Regions from separate parts of the Hordeum vulgare genome. Here region 1 is linked to region 2. Evidence: chromatin contacts called from public Hi-C data. All regions are on one chromosome and are shown on one strand. The core of a region is the stretch at or near the end of the contact, and the rest is flanking DNA. Distances in the headings are between cores, read along the strand shown.

Region 1 (3,926 bases), core at 647-3,146, 570 kb before region 2:
TTCTGGGCGCAAAATTGGGCGTCATTTGCGTCACCTTGGACACGGAACGGACACGCGCCTCGCCCGCATGCTCCTTCCTGTGGCCCGTTAGTCAACGTCACAGTCTCTCCTTCGTATCCCCTTCCCTCCACTCGCCACCCGCAAGCACACAAACCCTAGGCTGGCGACCCCAATTTCCCTCGACCACCCTAGCTCTCCAGCAGCAAATCTATCGGCGGGGTGCCCCCTTCATCCCGGTGCGGGAGGCCTATTGGTAGATCTACGACGGCGGTGGGATTTGGCATCATCCTGCTCGCGGGATTTGGCGAATCCGGCCACCGACGGGCTGCAATTGCGATGGATTGGCTGGGTGCCGGTCCACCAGATCTGGGCAATCCCTCGGTGCCACATGGAGACGCTCAATCCGCCTCTAGCCGCTCGGGTCTGGCCCGCCGCAGGTTCACCGGCAAGGTCATGTCCGACCGTTGCCCTGGCTCGACGATGGCCCAAAAGCTTGGCGGCAAACCTTTGTCGTTCATAAAAGTGCGATGACTACTCGCCGCAGGTCATCCAACGCGTTTCTTGGACATCGGAACATCCCGGTTGGGCATTCGTGAAGTGCAAAAATGATGGGATATGATTTTTCTTCGGCCTTTTGCTCTTTGATGATTCGATGCAATTTCGGTAGCTTATTATTTGCTCAATATTGTGTGTAGAATGGATGCAATTTTTGGTATTGGAAAGAAAGAATACATCGATCTATTGATCTCACAAAATTTCCTAAATGTTCGTGCACTTTTATCTTGAATTGAAGGTACAGATAAGACTAAAGAAGACACCAAGGAGGAAGCACCGTCTAATGCTTTAGCATCAAAGAAGAAAGACGCTGTGCTTAAGTATCCACACATCAACAACGAAGTCATAGAGAAGAAACGTAGTCCAACTAGTAGGAGCAGTTAAGGAAGTTGGACATCTTTTAAAATGTCTAATTATGATTCTTGTTTTCTTTGGTTATATCCGTAGCGAAGAATTGGTAAAAAAATGTATGTATTAAATAGCATTTAATAAAATAGAAATAACGTTCAAATTCGAAGCAAAATGGATGATGGTCGGCCGCGGGGACGAAAAATGAATCAGCGCGTTGAATGCACGGCCAATCCATTTACAAAAAAAGGGCGGACATGCTAACCTAAATGGTTAAAAGATGGACAAAGCACGCGTCGGTTTGTGTCGCGTGGTTGAAATTGATGTAAGAGGTTGTATTGAAGAAGAAGAAGTGCTCAAAAGAATAGACTTGATTTTCCTTTCTGGGTTGGTGAGGCTGTTTCTCCCTTCCTTTTCCCTGCTCTTCGCTCCCACCTTTAGCTTTCTCCGCGGTAGAAACAAATAATGATTTTTTTCAGGACGTGCGTATGGAAGAAGAAAGATAAAATTAATTTTATGATAATTATAATATAAGTGACAAAAAAAGGTAACATAGATATGTATTTGTAGCTGTTCCCCGATCCTAGGCTTTCTCTCTTAATCTTCTCTGTAGGAGTATTTAGTAGTATAACCGTGGTGTTCCCTTCTCCTGGACCAGTCGACCTCGTAGTGCCTACGATGTTTATCTGGCAGTAAATTGCAGATTTTCAGTCATTACATTGAGCTAAACAAAAGAAGTTTTAGTATGAGTAATTGGGAGTAGGGGGTGATTAAGCATTAAAACGGGAGATATTTAAATCAGCAAAGTAGAAAATTAGCAAAACTTTGGCAGATCCACCGTATCAGTCACCAACCAACCCACTAGGCAAGGCAGTAGCACTGCTGCAGAGAGGAGCTGGATGGATGGATAGGGGTCCTCGCCCACCTAAACCCGCCTACCTCGCCACCCCGGCGCTATTTAAGCTGGCCACTCCGCCCCCGTTTCCCTCCAAGAAGAGCACATCACCATCTCCTCCGGCTCTTCTTCGACTCCCCTGCTCCTCTTCGCAGTTTGCCGGCCACCACCACCACCCACCGAGAAAATGGCAGGCAACGGAGCCATCGTCGAGAAGGACCCGCTCAACTGGGGCGCGGCGGCGGCCGAGCTCACCGGCAGCCACCTCGACGAGGTGAAGCGGATGGTGGCGCAGTTCCGCGAGCCAGTGGTGAAGATCGAGGGCGCCAGCCTCCGCGTCGGCCAGGTGGCGGCCGTGGCCCAGGCCAAGGACGCGTCGGGCGTCTCCGTGGAGCTCGACGAGGAGGCGCGGCCCCGCGTCAAGGCCAGCAGCGAGTGGATCCTCAGCTGCCTCGCCGGCGGGGGCGACATCTACGGCGTCACCACCGGCTTCGGCGGCACCTCCCACCGCCGCACCAAGGACGGGCCCGCCCTCCAGGTGGAGCTCCTCAGGTAACCAATTCAACACCAAACCTGTACTGTAGTGTTTATTTTCTTCTGCAACTTTGATCATTCAGCATCCAGATCACGCATGTTTGCTCGCTCCATGCGTTGCGCCCATCCGTCAGTGAGAGCAGTAGGAAACTTTTCGTGTTCCATCATGGTAGTGCTAGACTAACTTTTGCCTAGCTGTAGCCTCCTGAGGTTCATGTGCCATGGAAAGGAGCCTGGCAAAAATGGAAACAAAATACCACAGTAAATACGCCTCTCATCATGGTAGTGGCCAGAACCGTTACCTCATGCAGGTGTGTGCATCAGCACATCCTGATGGAGAAGGGAAAATAGACAGATCATACGCATTTAAAGTTGAGGCGTTAAACTGCGTGCCATGCTTGCTGCATAGATCGACGGTGACAAGTCGATGGAAGCAAACAGGACGCAGAGACGCACGCAGCAGTAGCAGCGAAAAGGAAAGAAATTAAGCAAGAGGCGGATCTAGTTAAGCGGATGTGGGCCGTGCCGGGGCTTCATCTGTCGGTTGGTTCGCGTCGCGTTCCCGCCACGCGAGGCCCGGAACACGCACAAGCACATGCATGACAGATGACACTCATGCGTACCCGATCAACGAGTCACGCGTAGGACACCTGCGCCTGTGCCGGTCGGGTTTAGTTTACATGCTCAGCGAAAATGTGCCAAGGAGAAGTCCGAGAACAAGATGAACATGATTATAGGCTGCGTAACACACCAAGATTTGCTCAGCTGACATTGAAGTTTTGTGTATTGCAAAGGAAAAGCTAGAAAAATGTTTAGATATTCATTGTATATGCAGTGCAGATCTGGTCATCTGACACTCATCCACATATCCAAACTGACACAAAAATAATTGTTTACTACTTCTGCGTTGTCTGAGCATCACGCTCTGACTTTCAGCTCTAACAGAGGGCATGATCCAGCGACTGTCTCTACGGCTACGTACTTGTATCTCCGTCATTGTGTTGGTAACTTGGTAGTACTATCTGTTACTTGACCTGCAACTAACCAACCATGTGCACGTCCTTGTCTTCCGTACAGGCATCTGAACGCTGGAATCTTCGGCCCCGGCGCCGATGGCCACTCGCTGCCGGCGGAGGTGTCCCGTGCGGCCATGCTCGTGCGCATCAACACCCTCCTCCAGGGCTACTCCGGCATCCGCTTCGAGATCCTCGAGGCCATCACCAAGCTCATCAACACCGGCGTCAGCCCCTGCCTCCCGCTCCGGGGCACCATCACCGCCTCCGGCGACCTTGTGCCACTGTCCTACATCGCCGGCCTCATTACCGGACGCCCCAACGCGCAGGCCACCACTGTTGACGGAAAGAAGGTGGACGCCGCTGAGGCATTCAAGGCCGCTGGCATCGAGGGCGGCTTCTTCAAGCTCAACCCCAAGGAGGGTCTTGCCATTGTCAACGGCACGTCCGTTGGCTCGGCGCTTGCGGCCACGGTGCTGTTCGACTGCAACGTCCTCGCTGTTCTCTCCGAGGTCCTGTCCGCCGTCTTCTGCGAGGTGATGAACGGCAAGCCCGAGTTCACCGACCACCTCACCCACAAG
Region 2 (3,931 bases), core at 1,238-3,737:
TGCAGAGGCTTCTCTGAGCAGGCTCTTGGTTGTGCCTACTGTGGAGAAGCCACCTCCTACGTCGCCCCCAGGCCAGAGCTTGATGTTGACTTAGTGGACAACGGAGATGCAGAGCTCTACGGTTGCTTCTCCCCTCGTGCTACAATCGCTTCGTCGACGTTGCCTACTTTCCTCATTGTGGATGAGGTCCTCGTCATGACTCCAATGCATGTGTTACATATCATGCCTGAACTTCATAAGTTGTGTGGGGAACTAATCTCGCCGCTGTCAGGGATGCATATGAAGATGGGTTCTCTTGTGGATTCGACAGTGGCATTGACACTCACTCCAACACCCTTGGAGCCTAGCTAGGTGGTTTGTGTAGGCGATGACGTTGTTGTGGCCAGAGTGTCGGTTCCAGACCTAGGTGACATATTTGCCATCAAGCTTAATGATTTTCTCACAAACTTAGATCCTAGCATGAGCAAGGCGGTCGGACGTGTCTTAAGGGGAAAGGCTCCCCCTCGAAGGGAGAAATCGGACAAGTGCAAAATTAAGAAGTGTGGCGATAGAGTGACGCGGGTGGTTCCATGATGCACTTTTTTTGAGATGCAAATTGGGGCTTGGTTGCCATCAAGCTTAATGATTTTCTCACAATTGGATCCTAGCATGAGCAAGGCGATCAGACGTCTCTTAAGGGGAAAGGCTCCCCCTTGAAGGGAGAAATCGAACAAGTGCAAAATCAAGAGTGTGGTGATAAAGGAGTGGTCCGGGTGGTTTTATGATGCACTTCTTTGAGATGCAAATTGGGGCTTGGTTGTGTTGGTGGTCTTCTTTGAGGTGTTCTTCTCATATTAGAGCAAGCCGTTGGAGTTTCATCTATGATGTTGAGACCCAATTGTTTGATGGTTGTAGAAGTGTTGTCTTAGGTGTGTCGGTTGGTCAATCTCTGCCGTCCCGTGGCTCTCCATTGTTTGGGAGTAGTCCACATGTGGGATCTTACTTGTTACGGTTTTTGCTCCGTTTCCCGTTTATTAACGGGACAACTCTCTTCTTAATTAATCGATGAAGCAACTCTGTTGCCTCCGTTTCAAAAAATAATATTTGAACAAGATAAAGTTTGCACCAGGTAATGTTTGAACCAGATCAGTAATGCTCACCAGATGATCTCTCCTGATAAAATTACGACTCTGGAGTCCAACCATAAATTCAACCATGTTTTCAGGATGCAGATTTTAACATCAACAGACATGAATCGCTACCATCCAGCTATACCAAATGAAAGAATCTCGGGTCTACTTCTCATTTAAGTATGCATGGCACAGATGGAAGCTCTGAATTCTAAATGTACACACAACACAACTCCAACGGTAGGCTTACAGGCAGCATGATTTGTTCAAAGAGCAGATGCCGGCAGCGAATTCACAAATGAACAGCTGCACTGTTTCTCCAGGCTCGCAGCCCCCACAGCCAGGAGCAGATGCCGGCAGCGAATTCACAAATGAACAGATGCTGGCAATAAGCAGACACTTCCAGTTTATGCTGGTCTATTACATGTGCCACAACTTGGATGATTCATCCAGTCCATAGCAGTGCGTTGCGTGGTCACACGATGCTGTCTGAGGGACGCGCCTGTTGATGATTCAGGGGCTAAAACAGGTGCAGGAATGTGGAAACTACCCTGGTCTGCCCGCCGACTAGGCCCTGCCATGGTTTCCTGGGTAGCACCTGATACATGAAAGAATACATCAGCATGAGTTGACAGTAAATATGTTTTCTACATCAAAACAACCAATATGAACAACACAATACTCCCTCTTCTCAAAATGTAAGGCACTGTTGACTTTTCACGCTCTACGATGCACTACTTTGACCACTAATATATACTGTACCAAAATAGATGGATTGAACTTATATGGATGTTATCGTTGGTTGTGTGCACCACAATGATGCAGAGTCCAGGGGTTTTAACCTCCTTTTCAGAAGAAGAAAAAATTATGAATGTTATCGTTATATTTATCTTGCAATGTACTCCGTACTGTACTAATTTTACACATATTATACACGAGAATGATAGTCAAAGTTGTAGAAGTATACTGGACTTCTAACTTATTAGACATTTTTTGCGCTATGCAGCCGATCTAATTTATTATCAGTCAAATGCGGAAATATTTAACTACGACCTACGAAGTAAGAGTAATGGATCAAACAAAACCATTGAATATCAAAATACATGGGAGTAAAAGTTAAAACAATGCATGCAGAAATAAGGCATTTCTGGGTGACATGATTGATACTAGAAGGAACAGATAATAAGGCTACATACATGCATTGGCATTTTTCTGAAACATCGTTGTCATATTTTTATTTTTATTTTGCAGCAACGCGAGAAAAACACTCCTCTTTTCAATAGATAGGAAACCCAAACAAGGTGACAAAAGAACAGCTGTAGTCGACTCGGAACAAAAGAGCCAGCCTAGGCCAGTAGTCGATGAGGTAGTTTGAGTTAGATGGGTGAAGCTCCCATGCGCCTTGGCACAAATAGACTGGAACCAAACTCAGGCCCGGCCCTAGGCTATGGCAAAAGGTGAGGTGGCCTAAGGCCCATTGTCAAATAAGGGCCCAATACATCTACATATGTAAATAAATTATAAACAAATGTGATTTACAGAGCATAACGTCAACACTATTATGGGCATTTGCTAATTAAAATTTCATTTTTGTTTATGCCTTCATATTTTCATGCTATGCGATATATACCAGTAAAAGTATTCATATTACTCTGTTATAGTTGTTATGTCAGTTGTACCTCAATCGCGCTAGGGTCTACATGATGCTAGGGCCGGCCCTGGACAAACTTGGTGCTAGAAGTAACATTGGACGAGCCGGTGATACAACAACTCCACACACCGAGAGCACAAAGGGCAAGTGTCATCATCAGCAGGGCCATGGCGCTTCCTTCGCTCCCCAGTCCAGCAGCGATCGAGAGCAGTTTTCCAGGCAAAGAACTTGAACTTGAGAGGAGCACAGGCACGCCAAATGAGCTCGTGAAGTGGCCATAGTTCACGTGGTAAGCCAACCGGACCGAGAAGCTGGTTCCAAGCTCCCATGCCCAGCAGAAATGATCGGGCATACCAGGCACAAGTTGGATCGGGTCAGCTGCCAAATGAGCTCGTGAAGTGGCCATAGTTCACGTGGTAAGCCAACCGGACCGAGAAGCTGGTTCCAAGCTCCCATGCCCAGCAGAAATGATCGGGCATACCAGGCACAAGTTGGATCGGGTCAGCTGCCGCACGGGCAAGCAAGAGCATCTGGGTGATGGCCAGAATAGACAACCCTCCAACGGTATCATCAATCCAGCTGTTGTTGAGGAGCACCTGAGCTAGCATCCTAGAATCCATGATCTTGAGGGGAATGAACTCCAACAGATCCAGCACGATGGATTGCAGTCCCTCTCAATCCATCTGCTGGTCCGGAAAAGCCAGCTCGCGCCGTCCCCAATCTGCACCTTGACCAAGGCATAGAACAGGGCCAAGGTTTCATCTGACATGTCAAGCTAAGATTTTCCCACAACTTGTCCAGAGCCACTTTGTCAAACCAAAGCCAACACATTTTCATCACCTCATGCATGATGGAAAAATTCGGAGACCCAGGCCACCCAAGTGTTTCGGTAAACAAACATTTACCCGTGCGACCGGGCAACAACCACCGGACGACGAGTCGTTGGCGCACCCAAAAAAAGCTACAAAGCTTTTTGAGACAAACGAAGAGGCCATCATAATGTAGATATGCATCGCTGACAAATAAATAAATAGAAAAGGAGGATGTACCTCCGGTCTCTGCATCTGGGCGATGCATGCAGCCATTTTATTAATTATTCATCAAGATCTTACAAAGTAATACATCAGTAACTCTAAGGCCACCATCTTGGCAACACATGCCGCTACTCCTA

What was found. A called contact is a pair of places that touch in the nucleus more often than the background predicts.
Region 1: a Hi-C map of leaf shows a contact between it and region 2, with 5 times the contacts expected there. The contact joins the promoter of LOC123401735 here to the enhancer-like site in region 2. A contact is called at or near these places in 4 of 6 Hi-C or Micro-C datasets (leaf and seedling) and 1 of 1 datasets of contacts at active chromatin or transcription factors (embryo).

Annotation. Positions count from the first base shown.
Region 1 is chr6H:378,092,697-378,096,622 of MorexV3_pseudomolecules_assembly, reverse strand. LOC123401735 (phenylalanine ammonia-lyase) reads left to right here and starts at 1,896. Exons shown (of 2, transcript XM_045095591.1): 1 at 1,896-2,350; 2 at 3,410-3,926. The coding sequence starts at 1,986.
Region 2 is chr6H:377,520,042-377,523,972 of MorexV3_pseudomolecules_assembly, reverse strand. It overlaps LOC123402881, which reads right to left. Exons shown (of 6, transcript XM_045096843.1): 6 at 1,068-1,707. The coding sequence ends at 1,517. Among protein-coding and RNA genes, the nearest start is that of LOC123402881, 14 kb to the right of the region's middle. Within about 2 kb of position 2,487, at least 2 of the 3 cell types and tissues checked have open chromatin away from gene starts, as enhancers often do. A contact at or near this core is called in leaf and seedling, where this site is marked.